2 separate regions of the Macaca mulatta genome follow, and region 2 is linked to region 1. The links are chromatin contacts, called in public Hi-C maps. All regions are on one chromosome and are shown on one strand. Each heading gives the region's core, a stretch centred on a gene start, on an enhancer-like site or on the middle of the called end of the contact. The rest is flanking DNA. Distances are from core to core; before and after follow the strand shown.

Region 1 (2,903 bases), core at 372-2,871:
AGATACTTACGATATAAGGCGCTAGGAAAGTAGTGGTTGAAGGAGGAGGTGGGAAGGGATGGCATAGTTTCAGGCAGAGGGGGTGGCTTTGGAGAGAAGGAAAAGGGTTCTGGGTTAATTTGGTAAGACATTTTGAGATCACGAACAGGAGGTGGTCACAGATATTTTATTATGGAGGGAATGTCAAATCGGAATTGGAGTCCCATAGCTTTGAGCCCAGGAAACTAGATGAATTTATCTATTAGTATGGGCTGGGACTGGCATCTTTAATAACATGGAAAGCTTGAAACAGTCTTTGTGGAAAATAGGATAGGAAATCAGCCAGAGATTAGAAAAAAACCCAAGAAAATTATAAGGAGGAGTCCAGTCACGAATTCATATCCAATCTGGACAGTTATGACTTCCTGCAGTGAAAAGCCACACATCTTGCAAACCCTTGAGAGAGAAACCGCAAATAGGGGTAACCTATTGGAGATAGGCCCTGAAGACTATAAAGTAGTTGAGTGATTCTATACTGAGATAGAGTTGGCTATAGCGATAGAGCAGTTAGTCAGATATGGGGCTAATGATCCAGTAGAGTAAGGATTCACTTTTGTGGTAAAAAGTTGTAAGCAGGTGAAAGGTAGGGATCCATAACCATAGAGGGGCAGGTGGAGATCAGGGAAGAGGTGACGTTCAACATAGTTAATTATTTCACCTTAGTGATTATTTCTCTTTTGGCATCTAGAAGGCTAAGATTCTCATGTTTATCTCAGAGCTACTGAAAGTAGTCCTAGGTTGCGGAAGGAGAAATCCAATTTCACAGCTGAGTCTATTTTCTCAGTCTAGTTATATTCTCTTCTCACAAACTAGCCAATGCTGCCGCCTTATGCAAAGCCAGCACCACGGAGAGGATGTGCTTTACAGAGGCAGGATGACGCCAATCGGCCTGGGGCGGGCAGTGTTTCGTCTAGATTAATGGCGAGGGAAGTCCCCAACAGTTCCTTTGAAACCTTTTCACCCTCGCCTGGTGAAAGCGCTTGTCAACTGTAAATCGCAAATATAATGCTAAGCTCTGAGGCCCTTGTTAAATCCAAGTGGGAGCAGAGATCTGAGCTGCCTCACCCTCGGGTTTCCGCAGGGCGTCTCGAGAGCTGTGGGTGGGGGCAGCAGGAGCCGGGCGGGGACAGAGGAAAGCGCCGGCCCTGAGACCTAGGGAGGAGCCTCGGTGAAGGAACCCGGGGTGGGTTCCTGCCTAGGTCTCCAAGAAGCTCCAAAAATGGCGGGCGGCAACTCGGAGAGCCGGACGCGCAGGCGCCACCGTGGCCGTTCTTCCGCCCGCCTCGGGCGGCCCAAGAACAGTCCACAGCGCCCTTATCCAGAAGCCTACGCCGCTCGCGATTGGCTGAACTGCGCGACCGCTCCGTATGGGGGCGGGGCCGCCACGCAGCGGCCACGTTTCCCGCCCCGCTGGTGCGCGTGCGCGCAATCCCCACAGGAAAGCGTTTGCGCGCGCTCCTGCCGCGGCCCCTAGCTCGCGCCTCAGCTCCCTCCCCTTTCCGGGCAGGCCCGTCCCGTCAGCAAGGCAGTGAGCACTGCGGCCAGCAGAGGGCGGTCCGGACCCAAGTCTGCAGCGGCGCCATTGGCGTGTGGAAAATGCCACCAGATGGCGGGTTAGGATTGCAGCTCCGTTGAAGGCGCGGCCCCCGCTCCCGAACCCCCGGCGACCACCCCGTAACAACCCCCCCACATCGGGAATAACACACCGGAGACTTTTGGGGGGAAACTAGGTCGACGGCCGGCGGCGCCCGGATGGGCAGCTGAGGTGAGTGCGGGCGGCGGCGACGGCGGCGGGGGGCGGGAAAGAGGGGGAATGCGGCGGCAGCGGCGCGGGGGCTGGAAGCGCCGATCCAAGATGGAGGCCGGGCGAGAGCGAGAGAGCGCGAGCGGGGAGCGGGCGGGCTGGGCGCGGGCCCCGTGCGGGGGAGGGAGGCCGCGCGGGCCTGTGCGGGGTGCGGCGGTCGTGGGCCGTCCGAGTGCCCGGAGAGGCGTCTGTGGGCGCGGCGGGCACCCCGGCGTCTTCGTCGCTTGCTACCCCTTCCGCGGGCACCGAAAATTTTGCCCCCGCCCGCCCGGGCACTACGGCGACAGGCGCGGAAGCCTTTGTGGCGCGCTTGGGCCCGCCGCCAAGCCCGCCCTCCGCCCCCCCCTCGCCCGGGCTCTCGGGACTCGCCCGCGCCCAGCGGGGCCGGGCCGAGGCGGGCTGGCGCGAATGCCTTCCGCCGCCCGCCGACCTGCGTTTCTGCGGTGTTTTAGCGGCGGCGGCGTCACATGACAACGAGTTCGTCTCAGCGGAGGGGCCTGGGGGTCGCTCGGCGGGTCGGCTGGCCCAGGCTTCTTGTTGGCGGGGTGGGGCAGGGGGGTGTTGGCTGGGGGAGATGGGGTGTCCATGCTGGGCTTTCCAGCTATCTGCCCTCTCAGCCCCCGACGGGGGCCTCCTTGTGAAACGTGTCCAGGCCCAAGCACTACCCCGCTAGTTTGCCAGTCCCCTGAGAGACGAGGCCAATAAAAGTTGTTTTCCCTCCTTTCTCGAGGTGGGGGCGGGGTGGGAAACTAGAGTGCTTAGAGTTGGACCTGAGCCTCGTTTGCAGGGTCCGAACTGGGTGCTTCTTGTGTGGTATGGGTACTAAGAAATTTTCAGGTTTTAGGATTGTCACATCACCCCCATCTACCCATATTTGAAATGTTATCGATTCTCTTCACATTGCAGGGAATCGTGCTCCGGGCGTATAAGTCATGGGATGGTTTCGTACACTTACAAAAAGCAATGCAATTTATGATTAAAAAAAAATTATTTGCTGTTAAAGTTGGTGTTAAGATGGATAGAGTTTTTTTCTCGTGGTTCTGACTAGAAAGACTATTTT
Region 2 (3,022 bases), core at 431-2,930, 260 kb before region 1:
AACTATTTGATTAATTAATTTCCAAGAAGCAAAAACAAAAACCGAAAAACAATTTCAACCCCTAGATGAGGGGCTTCCAACAGCTGCTAAGATTATCTCCCAGTTCACTACCCCGCAGTTCCCTTGAAGCCCTGCTTGGTCAGAGTTCCTCATTCTAAGACCCTGCCCCACAAAAACCCAGAATGTAATTCTCGTTCTTAGAAAAAAATTTAAAGGGAGGTGCGATGGCTCACACCTGCCTTGGGAGGCTGAAACAGGCAGATCGCTTGAGCCCAGGGCTTAGAGACCAGCCTGGGCAACATAGCAAGGCTCCCTCTCCACAAAAAATAACTGGCCAGGCATGGTGGCACATGTCTGTGGTCTCAGCTACTCATGAGGCTGGGACAGGAGGATCAGTTGAGCCTGGGAGGTCAAGGCTGCAGTAAGCGCTCATCACACCGCTGCACTCCAGCCTAGGTAACAGAGCAAGACCCTGTCTCAACAACAACAAAAACAACAACAACAAAACCCTAACCTTCTTCCAGCAGAGAGCTCTGAGAATTATGACCTGGTCTGAGATGCTTTATGAACAGCACCTAGCATGGTGCCCAGTACAGAGAGGATGTTCCATAAATGGGAGTCCCTTCCTTGCTCATATATCAGGTTCCCGCCATCTTCTCCCAGTGGCCCCAGGAGACAATCATTACTAGTTATAAACATGCAGACATCAACTTTTCAGGTGGACTCTCCCACCTATTACTCACCTGCTCACCTCTGCCAAAATCTCTAAGTTCTTCTACAGTTATCTCTCTTGGCCCTTCCCCTCATCACTCCCAAGGGTACCACCTGGGCACAAATAGGCACAGTGGTTTCCTCCACCTCAGTTCCTCAGGAGGCATCAGCTTCATTGAGCCAGTCTCCCTTCATCCTTGTTGGCAAAATGGCAGCTATAGAGACTCACTCCTGGTGTCCATGGGCAAATGCCAACAGGAAGAGACAACGCACAAGCAGCGCTCACTAAGCAGGGGTGTTAGTGTGAAGGCCCTCGACTCGCTGCTGCCGGTGCAGTCCGATTCTCAGGACACTAACTCCCTACATCTGCAGTGGTCATACATGATTATTTTTTAAATTCCAGAACAGTGCTCTCTAATAGAAATATAATGTGAGCCACATATGCAATTTTTAAAATCTAGTAGCACATTTTAAAAGTAAAAAGAAACAGGTGGAACTAATTTTAATAATTTATTTAACAAATATATCCAAAATATTATCAATTTAACATGTCACTTAAAAAATGACTGAAATATTTTATAAACTTGTTTCATTCTGTCTTCAAAATCCATTCCGTATTTTATATTTACAATACATCTCAATTTGGATGAGCCACATTTCTAGTGTCTAACAGTCACATGTGACTAGTGGCTACTATACTAGACAGTGCAGTTCTAGCACATTAAAGTAAAACAAACAGCATAATCTCAGAATTTTGGAAGGTGCAAAACTGTGGTCCCACAGTTTAGTACTAATTTTCAAGCAAAGCTCAGCATATTTTGTAAAACTGGAATCAGTTTTCAACATTTGAAAATGGAGAGATTTCTCATAAAAATCTAGGTTTCTGGGCTTCTCATTTAAAACTTGGAGATCTGGCAGCACTGGCTCACACTTCCTCTTGGTAGCAACCTGCTGTCACTGAGAAGATGAAACATATTTGCCATGATCCCCATCCCCCTCCCTCTTGAGTTACATTCATTACACTACAAGTTCTTTCCTTTTTTTTTTTTTTCTTCTTTCCAGTGCCTGTGTGGACTCAGAGGCATGTGAGTTCACACAAACTCCACTTTCTATGAAGCATGCAAGGTCATACTTGGATGGGTCATTGAAGAATTACTAATTTGGGGCCATCTTTATGCTTGCTACCTACATTACAGCAGAATGTGACAGCAAGAAGAGAAAGAATAAAGTGAGTCACAGAAAGGAAACGGAGACCCTTTAGCACCAAAGCACCCATTCCCATGAAGCAATTATGGATGAAAGACAAAGAAAATAAATTATATTTTTAAACAGAGAATATATACTGGGCAGAATTAATATAATTTTCCTTGCATATATAGTTTTTCTTTAGATTGTTACTTGGTGGGGTAGCATTCCAAGATGGCTGAATAGGAACACTATGGTCAGCAGCCCCCAGCGTGATCAACACAGAAGATGGGTGATTTCTGCATTTCCAACTGAGGTACCTGGTTCATCTCATTGGGACTGGCTGGACAGTGGGAGCAGCCCACAGAGAGCGAGCTGAAGCAGGGCAGGGCATTGCCTCACTGGGAAACACAAGGGGTTGTGGGATTTCCCTTTCCTAGCCAAGGAAAGGCGTGACAGACTACCTGGAAAAATGGGGCACTCCCGCCCAAATACCGCACTTTTCCCAAGGTCTTAGCAACCAGCAGACAAGATGATTCTCTCCTGTGCCTGGCTCGGCAGGTCTCATGCCCCGGGAGCCTTGCTCACTGCTAGCACAGCAGTCTGAGATCAATCTGTGAGGTGGCAGCCTGGCTGGGGGAGAAGCGTCCGTCATTGCTGAGGCTTGAGTAGGTAAACAGAGCCAGGAAGCTCGAACTGGGCGGAGCCCACCACAGCTCAACAATGCCTACTGCTTCTAGACTCCACCTCTGTGGGCAGGGCATAGCTGAACAAAAGGCAGCAGACAACTTCTGCAGATGTGAAGAGAGCAGTTGTTCTCCCAGCACGGCATTTGAGCTCTGAGAACGGACAGACCGCCTCCTCAAGTAGGTCCCTGACCCCTGTGTAGCCTAACTGGGAGACACCTCCCAGTAGGGGCCGACAGACACCTCATATAGGCAGCTGCCTCTCTGGGATAAAGCTTCCAGAGGAAGGATCAGGAAGCAATATTTGCTGTTCAGTAATATTTGCTGTTCTACAGCCTGACACCCAGGCAAATGGTCTGGAGCGGACCTCCAGCCAACTCCAACAGACCTGCAGCTAAGGGACCTGACTGTTAAAAGGAAAACTAACAAACAAAAAGGAA

What was found. A called contact is a pair of places that touch in the nucleus more often than the background predicts.
Region 2: a Hi-C map of fetal cortical plate shows a contact between it and region 1, with 4 times the contacts expected there. The contact joins the enhancer-like site here to the promoter of STAG1 in region 1. A contact is called at or near these places in 5 of 14 Hi-C or Micro-C datasets (cortical neurons, fetal cortex germinal zone, fetal cortical plate and 2 more).

What each region holds. Positions count from the first base shown.
Region 1 is chr2:39,752,436-39,755,338 of T2T-MMU8v2.0, reverse strand. STAG1 (STAG1 cohesin complex component) reads left to right here and starts at 1,621. Exons shown (of 34, transcript XM_077991520.1): 1 at 1,621-1,804.
Region 2 is chr2:40,011,334-40,014,355 of T2T-MMU8v2.0, reverse strand. The region is part of intron 6 of IL20RB (interleukin 20 receptor subunit beta); the gene reads right to left. Among named protein-coding and RNA genes, the nearest start is that of IL20RB, 41 kb to the right of the region's middle. Within about 2 kb of position 1,680, at least 4 of the 40 cell types and tissues checked have an H3K27ac peak or open chromatin away from gene starts, as enhancers often do. A contact at or near this core is called in fetal cortical plate, where this site is marked.